Linked DNA regions of Gossypium hirsutum: all the other regions are linked to region 1. Evidence: chromatin contacts called from public Hi-C data. All regions are on one chromosome and are shown on one strand. The core of a region is the stretch at or near the end of the contact, and the rest is flanking DNA. Distances in the headings are between cores, read along the strand shown.

Region 1 (3,773 bases), core at 489-2,988:
ATGCCTGTCATTACCAATTAAATAGGTACTCGATTAACTTATGATAGTAACACAATTAAGGAATGTATAGTATAGATATATACACAAACACTAGTCTTTGTAGGTTATGCTTTTAACTTACTACTTGACACCGATCTTACTGCGTAAGTTTCTTTTAGAGATGAATATATTTGACAGTAGAATCTCATACTTGAGTTTAACCTTTCTAGGTATTATTTTGGTTTGGATTCTACTAACTGCATAAATTAGTTATACTAACTTCTTCTTGTGCCTTCACAATGGGAAAAAGTTGTATAAAGGAAGAAAAACAAATGATAGAGCTTACAAACCCCTAAACCCTATTTTCCAATAATAACATTTTTCATGCTTTTGGTTAGCTCACGATTCTTTTTATTTGCATTTTCGTTGGCTTATGATCTGATCTGTTTATCTAACGATGGCCAAATGATCAAAACTTGTTACTTTTTCCTTTTGTTTTGGGTGCATTGCAGAAAAGAGCAAGGAGGATGTGCAAAAGCTGAATTCGTGCGGGTGTGTTATTCTTTAATCTGTGAGCATGCTCTTCCTAATTCTCAACTTGTCATAGCAAAAAAATCTATTCTTTAAAAAAATTAAAACAAAATCCACTTAAATGTTAAAGATATTATACAAAGGAATAGCTATTAAATATATATATATATATATATATCTATCTAAAAGTAAAATGAAGCACGAGCGGTGTCGTGTATATGCAGAAATGTTGCTCTTTATTAATTTTGATGTTGTATCTAGACCCGAGTATTGAGCATGAGTCACATGAGCCGTAAATAGTTTTAATTAATATGATATTTGATTTCTTTTTATTTTTATTTAAATATCATCGTATTGTCATTTTTATTATTATTTAAGTTTCGGATATTTCATTTAGCAACCTAATTATATATATATTGTAATGACTGAGTTTTATTGTATTTATTTGAATTTATTAATTATAATTATACTTCTAAACTTTAAAAAATAGTTTTAATTAATATTTCATAGTCTATCAAACCTTCTAGCAATGCACTCTCATTGACAGTGACAATCATTTTGTCAAATTATAATGTAATATGAAAAGATAAGTTAAATATGAGACAAATATATAATCACTATAAAATTTATAAAATACAAAATATCTCATAACATATTTGTTTTGAGCAAAACACTCTTAAATTCAAACTGTGTTATTCTGTCTCTTACTTTCATTATTTGTATTTTTTTTAAAAAAAAACTCATAATAAAACAAATAAAAATATTTTAAATACAATTGGTGTTCAACAAATCAAAGGTAACTTAATCAAATTGAATTTCATGGCATTGCTAATTTATGAATTAAAAAATTGCATTGAATGGATTAGATTTAAGTAACAACCAAAATGAAATCTAATGGAATTTACCCTTCAAAACAATTTTTGATTTTGTCGATTGGATTGGAATCAGCCTGATATTAATTCAGCAAAGACGAATCAATTGAATAATTGATTGAACAATTTTTATTATTTTTAATAATTTATTTTATCTACCCAGTTAAATTTTAAAAATGGACTGAAAATTACTTAAAATTTATGGACCACGTTTTAATCACCTGAGCATTGTAGTAGTCAATTTTGAAGAAATTTCGATTTAATTAATCGGGATAAATGGAAAAAGCAAGCATTAGAATTAAGACGTGGTGGGTAACATTGACCCAAAAATAAAATAAAACGATAAGATTATCCTGCTTCAATCACTGTCGCTCATTTCTTAGTTTCACCCTACTTTAAGCTCCATTCCTTTTGCTCCATAAAATTTTCCTATACTTTTAATAACCAAAATCCCCATCACGTCAATTCTACAACATGAGTGATGAGAGTCATACCCAGATACAGAGGAGACTCTGTGATTACTGTAACCAATCCACAGCTCTGTTATATTGCAGAGCTGATTCCGCCAAGCTCTGTTTTTCATGCGATAGGGAAGTTCACTCAGCTAACCAACTGTTTACTAAGCACTCTCGGTCACTGTTGTGTGACGCCTGTAACGAATCACCTGCTTCCCTCTTTTGTGAAACGGAGCAGTCTGTGTTTTGCTCGAATTGTGATTGGGAACGCCACAGCTGCTCGTTGCATCATAGGAGGCCTGTAGAAGTCTTCACCGGGTGCCCTTCGGTGAGTGAGTTGCTGAGTTTTCTTGGGATCGAGGATTTGGGTAACGATAAAGCTTCCTGTTGGAGTGAAGAAGATGATGGGTTTCTGGATTTTTTGATTTGGGAATGTCCTTTGATTTCTGGGTTTGATGGAGTGATTGTTCCGAATGATATGGATCATGGGTTTAAGGCTACGGATGTTCCTCCTCTACCTAAGGTTAGTATCAAGTTTACTCCTTTATGTTGTTTTTAGAAAATGAGAAAAAGTTAAAAATTCACCAAGTTTGGAATTTTGGGATATGTACGTATTGCTCATAATGCAAAACCATTTTCCTCAAAAATGTATACACCTTCAACTTTTGTACTGAGCTGCGGAATTTTGGGATTTTAATCATCTTACCTTCATATAACCCGATTTTAGGATAATATATACACATCTACTTGTATTTTACTTTTAACTCTTTTTTTTTTTAATTTAACTAGTATTTAAACTTGAACATCATAAGTAAAGGGTATGTGTTTAACGTTGTTAAAAAAAATTAATATGATGTTTATGTGACTTTAATAATGACACGTGAACATTTTAAAAATATTTTTTTTTATTTTTTTGTCACAGGTCAAAATATGAGATTATCACGTGTCATTATGTTATTGGTCATCAGTATCACATCAACATATTTTAACGACATTAGTCAAGTACCTTAAAAAGTTTAAAGTTAATTTATGGTTTTCAAATTTAGATGTTAATTAAGTCTAAAAAAATTTAAGTATTAAATAGATATAAATTATGAAATTTAAGTATCTCTTATAATTTGTGATATGTATGAAAGAAAAAGATTAATATTAAATTTATATTTATAAAAAATTTCAAGAATTGAATTATAAGTCGAGTTATTATTGCAACAATTAATAAGGCATAAATTTCAACGCCTTATTTCTCTTATTTAACATTATCTTTAGCAAATGTAGTAAAGGAAAAAAAAAGTAAAAGAATAGAAAGCTAAAGAAAGTAAATAATTATTCATTACCTTGTTTGGATAGTTTAAATTAGTGATGGAAATGAAAGTTAAGTCATTTTAATGGTTTTTGTTTGGATAAACAATGAAAATGAAAGGGGAAATGATTAATTATAACGAATTTTTATAATTATAACATTTTCATAAAATTATTTATAAAAGAAAGAAATAACAAAAAAAACATTTTATATCTTAAAATTTATTTTAGTTTCCTTAAAGAGATAACAAAAAAAAAACATTTTATATCTTAAAATTTATTTTAGTTTCCTTTCATAGCCTTCCACCCAAATTGGGGTAGATAAAAATTTTAACTTTAAGAAGAAAGTAAGGGATACTTCTTTTACTTTCCCTAACTAACTTATAAAGTCTTTCCTTTCCTTCCCCACCTCACCTTCAATCTAAACATAAGTTAAGCCTTGGAGAGCGGTTAAAAGTAGAACTAGGTATTATATTAAGAAGAAGAAGAAAAAAAGTAGTGGTAAAGTAAGTAAATCTTATTTAGGCTCATATTTAATCTTTAAACATCTCATTTTTAGTTATTTTATTTAAGCATTTCATATAAAAATAGTTTAAGACGAAAACACCATTATATTAATGTGCATTACTTTATTAAA
Region 2 (3,773 bases), core at 445-2,944, 160 kb after region 1:
ATAAGAGTAATTGTTAGACTTTTCTTGCAATTAATTTACGACTAGTCATTGATTAGACTCAATTAATTTAACGGGCTTAGAATGAAGTTAGAAATTATGAGCTAATCATCATAAATTCTGAAACTAACCTGGTACATGAGGGAAGAGCTTTTTTGATTTGGTTAAATCTATTTTATTTTAAAATATTATTTTACATGATTCTACATTTTATTTACTATTTTTGCAACCGTTTAAATACTATTTTTCTTTTAGCCAAAAGATATTTTAACAAATCTGATTATTTCTGTCTCAATGGGATTCACCTATCTTTTGATTTTAATATATTTTTAAGAGTAAAATAATTAATTTTGATGAATTCCACACTCATTACCTAACAAAAATTTATTCAAAAATAAACTTTATGGCTGTTCTTATAACTAACTTATTTATTAGCTTTTTATATAAATATAATTTCAATACGATTAGGTCATGTATCTGATAAAATCTAGTGTTGCATAAGATTCGATAAGCCAACCAACTTTTGTGTTTTGAGGTCTAACTGTATCATCCTTTCCGCTTACCCATTTTCAAGGCCCACTAGTTAGATGGGCTAATAATAGTTACATCCAATCTTTTTCTTAAGATTTTCATTATTTTTGTAGATTCCATAATTAGTAGTAAAAGTCCTACTAGTTGGATTTAAGCCCGATTTTTGCATTTTATTACCATAATTTATATTTATCTAAACCTGATTTAATTTGAAATATGATTTATATTTATAAATGATTAATTTAAGCTTATTTTAAATCTATTCATATTATTATTTTTAATTTAATAATTTAATAATTTTATTTTTTTATATTTATTTAAAATTTATATATAAGTAATTTATTATCTTTTTAATGTTCACATTATAGTATTATATATTACTATAAAGATTAAAATATGCCATAAGTCCCTATACTAATCATAAATTTAAAATTTAGTCCTTATACTTTCATTTTTAGGAATCTAGCTCATTTACATTTTAGATTTCAAAATTCAGGTCCAACTCTTAACACTAAGATTATTTTTTTTAATTCATGTTCTTACAACATCATGCTTTTAGTTACACTACTACTAAGTTTTTTTTTTAAATTTCAAAATATCACACAAATAAATTTAACAAAAAAATTAGCAACGTTAATAATTGAACTTGAATTTTGAAATCTGAAAAGTATAGAGACAAAATTCTAAATTTGTGAAAAGTATAGAAACTTATGACATATTTTAAGCTACTATAAATTTAACTTTTATGTGTTATAAATTACATGATAGATACAAATAATATAATGTAATAAGGTTCATATTTGGTACATTGACAGTTTATTTTTTTTATTCCATAAGCAGTCTTAAAAAATTTATAATGTCTTTTTTTAATATTTTACTATACTTCTATTGAACACTTGTTATGTTTCTAACTTACTCGTGGAGCCTAAAAATTTCACTAGTAGTAGAATAAATATTTCTCAATGTAGTATATTAAAAACAAAAAAATAAGTCGAATTAAACTGAGTTTAGAGTCTTAAATATTCAAACTCAAACCCGAAATACTCTTGTATACGATCCGACGGACTTGTGGGCGTTGACTCCTTTTGTTAGCAGTGAGTATCCTACCCATTTTGTCTCACAATTGTGGGGTTTGGTTCCTTAGGTTTCTCACTGACAAACATGGTCTCCGATTGGATCCCTTTCCATTTGGGAACTAGAGTTTGCCCATGTTGTTTGGAGCTGAGCTCTTGGGCCATTTGAACATTTGTTTTCCACTTATTATATATCGTTTTTGGGTTTTTTAGTCTTGGACTGTTCCTATTCTACTAATAAATAACTGGGCAAACTATACCAATTATCTTTAAATTTTTATTAAAATCAAATTTTAGTTATTTAACTTTTAAAAGTTACATAATTATCATTAAAGTTATCAAAATATTATATTTTGGTCACTTATCCGTTAACCTCCCGTTAAGAGGATGATGTGACACGTTAATTTAAAGAGTTAATAATCAATTTAGCCTTTGAACTATAACTAAAATATCATTTTGATGCTTTTAAAGTTTTTCTTAATAATAATTCTAAAAAATTTAAAGGGTAAACTACTCAGATAGTCACCCAAGTTTTAACGTGTTCTTATTTTGGTCACCAATTTTTTGTTGTTGTTAATTTAGTCACCCTATTAGGTTAATTGTCATTTCTAGTCACTCCACCATTAAAATGTCTTGGTTACTAAACAAAATGTTGACATGGCAATCTTTTGATTTATATAATAAATTTAGCCTTTTAACACCTTACATACTCTGTCAATTTATTCTTAATTCTAAAAATTTCAACAAATTTAACCCTCAATATAAGCACATTTTGTCAATTTAGTTTAAATTAAAAAAATAGAACTTGAAAATATATCAAATTTATTATGAAAAGACATAAAAATATAAATTATTAAATATATATATATAAATTAACATAAAGGCTTAAATATGAATTTGGCTAAGGGATTTAAATCAATATTTCTTGAATTTTTAACAAAATATTTTAGGAATTCAACAAATTTTACCTTCAATTTCTCTTAAATTTTTTGAACAAATATTTCCTTTTCATCTTTAAACCCCATCAAGCTAAACGAGTCATTTGAATTAATTTTTTTGAATCAATCACTACCAAATCCAACCAGCACCATGATCAAACAGTTGGTTGAGGGATTCAAATAAGAAAGCCTTGACTTATAGAAACATCACAAGTTTTATTTTGGTGGCAAAGTGTAGGGCTCTGAGGGATTTAAATGCTTAAGGCTAAGTGGTGCTTCATGATCGTTTTTCCTCATTAAGAAAAATGTGAAATTGAGTTTGAGCGTGTCTATATAAAAAAATTGACTTTGGGTGTGGATTTAACGATGAATGCTCGATGACGAAGTGATGATGGATTTTTGGGTCTGGTAAAGTTGGGTATAGATTTGATATGATATTTAAGATTGTAAGGTTTGGTAGGAGTATTAGAACAATGGGAAGCCTAAAGATGAAGGGATGAGCGTTGTTTTACAAAGTTTATCCCTTTTGTTTGGTTGACCAGAAAATCTGGTAATAGGAAAGAAAATTTTGAACATTTTTTCTTGTAATTTTTTAATCGCAATGTTGTGCAGTTGAATATATCAAATGTAGGAGCATTTTTTGAGTTTTCATGGTTTTGAATTATAACTAAGGAAACTTTACTTACTTCGATTTTGGGTTTTGATTTTTTTTAATGTTTTATATTTTTTAATATCTTATTTATATATATTTTTAAATTTTTTAGAATTAGGACCAAATGGCAATTAAACATTTATGTAATGTTATATATTTTTTAATATTTTATATTTTTATGTCTTTTTGTAATAAATTATATATTTTTCAAGTTTTTAAAATTATAAAGTTTTTGAATTTGGACTAAATTGATAAAATGTGCAAACATTAAGGGTTAAATTTATTGAAATTTTCTAGAATTAGGACCAACTTGACAGGATATATAAAGTGTTAAGGGCTAAATTTGTTATTATAGCAATCAAAAGACTACCACATCAGCTTTCGTTCAGTGACTAAGGCATTTTGACGGTAGAGTAACTAAAAATGACAATTAATCTAATGGAAGTCACTAAATTAACAAAAAGAATTAATTGACCAAAATACGAACACATTAAAACTTAGGTGACAAGTAGTTTACCCTTGAAATTTTTTAGAATTGTTATTAATTTTTTTTTGAAAGTATCAAATTGATATTTTAGTTAT
Region 3 (3,773 bases), core at 373-2,872, 160 kb before region 1:
AATTATCTTCTCAACAAGATTAAGATGATATAGATACCTTCAAGCATTATATTTCTTGCATCAAGAGGATCACTTGGAAGCAGTAGCACCTGCCCACATAGAAGCAATATAGTAGCTTGAGAGACCAGATAGAGGGAGCAAAACCAAAAATAACATAAGCAGCAATAATAAGATACATTCCACAATAAGGCTCAATATTGGTTAATGCTCATCAATGGGAAGTATTATATAAAATATGCAATCAATATCAATCTCATTCCATATTGTTGGAACTCAATAAAACTTTTCGTAATGCAAAGAAAACTGATTAAAACTTCTAATCATACACTTGACTAAGTAGACGATAGAACACAAGTTATTCAGTGGGAAAGTGGCTCCTAGATATGGAAAACAATTATAGAGATGGTGAGATAAAACTTAAGGCATTGGGAGAAAACCTTAAGCTTCTCCTCAAGCTCTTTAAGTTGACCAGATAGAGAGCTGATTTCAGATGCTATCATCTCAGCCATATCTACATCAGTGCCCTCCTCTTCAGATAAAGCTGAAAAAGAATTACTGTAAAAATAAGAAAAAAAGGATCCACAAGCTTTTATCTTATAGTAAAACATTTTAAACAAGATGATGATGATTGTCAAAATTACCTTTGGCCTCCTCTAACTGCTTCTCACATTCTTTAAATCTCCTGAATGTTGATACAACCTATCCACCAAGAAAATAGAACATAAATGGAAAGGCCAATTAGCAACGAAAGAGATAAAGCTCAGCAGCCAGCTAAGAAAGCAAAATGAAATCCAGTACCTCATCGAGTTCCGACACAGACTGAGCCAGTTTTTGGTATTCAGTGGGATTCGAGACAACATCTGGATCAGCTAGCCTAACCTACAGTCTCATTGTTTAGAGAAACAGAAACCTTACTAAACAATTGAATTAAGACACTATTTACGGCATGGAGAACAATATTTTCATGCTTAAGGTAGAGAAACCTTGGATAGACAAAAATTTTGACTAACATACAACTGAAAACACTTTTTTTTCACATAATCGAAACTTATTACCTACAAAAGAAAGAAAAAATAAGAACTATACCGATAATTCCTTCCACGTCTTCTCCGCAGATTCCAGTTTCGTTATCAGATACGGCTCCTGCAAGAAAAAAAAATCCAAAACAATAACCAACAAGAAGTTCATTTTATCGAAATCTCAGCTCTGCTTTTCATCAAATTAAAAAGAAGAAGTTTTTGTTGAACGCACCGCCATACAAACGATTCTCGAAGCTCTGGATCTAGGCCAAGGTCTGGCCACTCTCAAACATCTTGACTGAGGCGTAAAACCGCGTCGAACTGAAAAGTCGTTGAAGGTAGTGAATAATCGAGCTGTGGAGCTCATTGCAACGCAGTTCATTGCTGCGGTTGCTGCTAATGTATCTTTGAGATGAACTATGCTTGAATTAACTATGGATATGGCGGATAAAATGTGAGAGAGCAAGCGAAATTGAAGGGCTGTGACCGAGCGGCTACGGAATAGACACGGTGGCTTTAGCAAACTCAACTAAGACTCCAACTGATAATGTTCCATGCTTTTGCCTTTTCTAGTAAATACCAAACGTGTGTATAAATAATAGTGAGTGAATCAATATTTTAAATGGGTAATTTATATTAATAGTAACCAACTTTGGTTACATGATAAAATAGTTAAATTTTATTTCTGTCATTCAATTTTAGAAAAGTAATAAAATAGTACTTTTAATCATTTTTTATTACAGACGTAACGGCAAAGTAACATAACAAATGACGAATTGATTGGTGTCATTAGTCGTCCAACTGGTTAGTTAGCACCAATTTAAATAGCCTATTTAGCACCAATTTAGGGTTGAAGCAGTAAAAGAAAAAGAAGAAGAAGAGAAAAAATGGAGATGCCGACCGTGATATCAGTGTGCTATTGTGAAAACCCAACCAAATTAAATATGTCTTGGTCCAATGACAACCCAGGTAGGAGGTTTTGGGGTGTAAGAAGTTTGGGAATGGGTTTCAAAAACCATGTTATTTTTTCACCTGGTTTAATCCACCATTGACGCCCCGTTCACAAATTGTGTTGTTGGGTCTTCTGAAAAAAGTGAAGACATTGGAGGATGCAATGAGGGAGGAGAGAAAAACATGGCTTTTAGTGCTTTTATTTGTAATATTATTGCTATTTTTCAAACTCTAAACCAAATTATGTTGTTGTTAGCACCGAAAACCAGCTTATGTGGCCATTGATATAATATTTTGTTATTCATTCATGGTGAGTTGGGTTCCTAAATGTAATGGCCTGTAAAGGGTAGAAGTTTGCTAATTGTTGTTAGAATTAAATGACTCGAATCTTTATTTAAATAAAATACAGTGGTAAAATAAAATAAAAGTAAAATCCATATAGAACTATACTTCTTTTATTTTATTTTAGAATAAGGTTTTTTAAACCTTATTAAACTTCATATATTTTATATTGATTAGAATAAGGTGTTTCAATCTTACTAGAATATGGTTTTACAAGCATATAAATAGACATAATCTATTCCTTTTGTAATCATTCGAATTCGACATAGTGAATTTTTTTCTCCTTTACCCGTGTTTTTTTCCCGAAAGAGTTTCCACGTAAAATCTGTGTGTTCTTTATTTTATTTTCTTTTCTTTTCTTTTTCTCAAATTGGTATCAAAGCTTCCGGGTAGTTCATCTTGATCACTGTAATAGTGTCTTTGAAGTATGAAATTCCGCTATTGGATTGCAACACCAGATTTGTGTTGTGGCATATTAAGATACAAGTAGTTTTTGCGCAGATGGATCTAGAGGATGCCCTGCTAGGGATAGATAAAATGTCTTTGACATTAACAGATGAAGAGAAGAAGTGTAAGGATTGAAAGGCGTTAACACAATTACATCTGTATTTGTTTAACAAAATTTTGCAGGATGTGATGAAGGAGAAAACCGCCGCAGCATTATGGAAGAGGCTAGAACAAATATGTATGTCGAAAACTCTAACAAGCAAGTTGTATATGAAGCAGCATCTTTATGCTCATCGTTTGGAGGAAGGTGTGGCTGTACACGAACACTTAACAATGTTTAAAGAAATTCACTTAAACTTGGAGGCCATGGAGGTTCAGTATGATAAGGAAGATCTAGGGTTGATTCTACTTTGTTCGTTGCCTCCGTCTTATTCAACCTTTAGAGACACGATTTTATATAGCCACGAGTCTCTCACAGTTGGTGAGGTTTATGATTCTTTGACCTCGTATGATAAGATGAAGCATCTTGTGGTCAAACCCGACTCTCAGGGAGAGGGTCTCATTGTTCGTGGGAGACAAGATCGGAATGCTGATGATGATCATGGAAGGACACAGGAACAAAATCCTCGCAGTAAACCTAAGGGTAGATCGAAGTCTTAAAATAGTGGTAAAATTGTAACTTCTGCAAGAAAAAAGGGCACATTAAATCTGAGTGCTATAAGCTACAGAACAAGATTAAAAAGGAGGCTACCAAGTTATATGTTTTGCAGGGTTCTATTGTTACTGGTGATGCAGCTGTCGCTTCCTCTTCCTTGTCTGATGATGATATTACTAAACTTTGGCATATGCGCCTAGGCATATGAGTGAGAATGGCATGGCAGAATTGAGCAAAAGAGGACTTCTTGATGGGCAAGGAATTTGCAAACTAAAGTTCTGTGAGCACTGTGTTTTTGGGAAGAAAAAGAGAGTTCGATTCACCAGAGGAATCCATAACACGAAGGGAACGTTGGAGTA

Evidence for each region. A called contact is a pair of places that touch in the nucleus more often than the background predicts.
Region 2: a contact with region 1 is called in a Hi-C map of leaf, with 4 times the contacts expected there. The contact joins the enhancer-like site here to the promoter of LOC107947935 in region 1. A contact is called at or near these places in 4 of 34 Hi-C or Micro-C datasets (hypocotyl and leaf).
Region 3: a contact with region 1 is called in a Hi-C map of leaf, with 2.3 times the contacts expected there. The contact joins the promoter of LOC121203152 here to the promoter of LOC107947935 in region 1. A contact is called at or near these places in 2 of 34 Hi-C or Micro-C datasets (both in leaf).

What each region holds. Positions count from the first base shown.
Region 1 is chrA08:93,165,964-93,169,736 of Gossypium_hirsutum_v2.1, reverse strand. It overlaps LOC107947935 (zinc finger protein CONSTANS-LIKE 13), which reads left to right and starts at 1,738. Exons shown (of 5, transcript XM_016882437.2): 1 at 1,738-2,360. The coding sequence starts at 1,857. It overlaps LOC121204510 (membrane-anchored ubiquitin-fold protein 6), which reads left to right. Exons shown (of 4, transcript XM_041074431.1): 4 at 492-902. The coding sequence ends at 547.
Region 2 is chrA08:93,003,317-93,007,089 of Gossypium_hirsutum_v2.1, reverse strand. No RefSeq gene overlaps it. Among protein-coding and RNA genes, the nearest start is that of LOC121205238, 36 kb to the right of the region's middle. Within about 2 kb of position 1,694, at least 2 of the 9 cell types and tissues checked have an H3K27ac peak or open chromatin away from gene starts, as enhancers often do. A contact at or near this core is called in hypocotyl and leaf, where this site is marked.
Region 3 is chrA08:93,329,059-93,332,831 of Gossypium_hirsutum_v2.1, reverse strand. It overlaps LOC121203152 (peptide chain release factor APG3, chloroplastic), which reads right to left and starts at 1,622. Exons shown (of 15, transcript XM_041075894.1): 1 at 1,252-1,622; 2 at 1,087-1,143; 3 at 799-879; 4 at 642-699; 5 at 438-541; 6 at 38-89. The coding sequence starts at 1,401.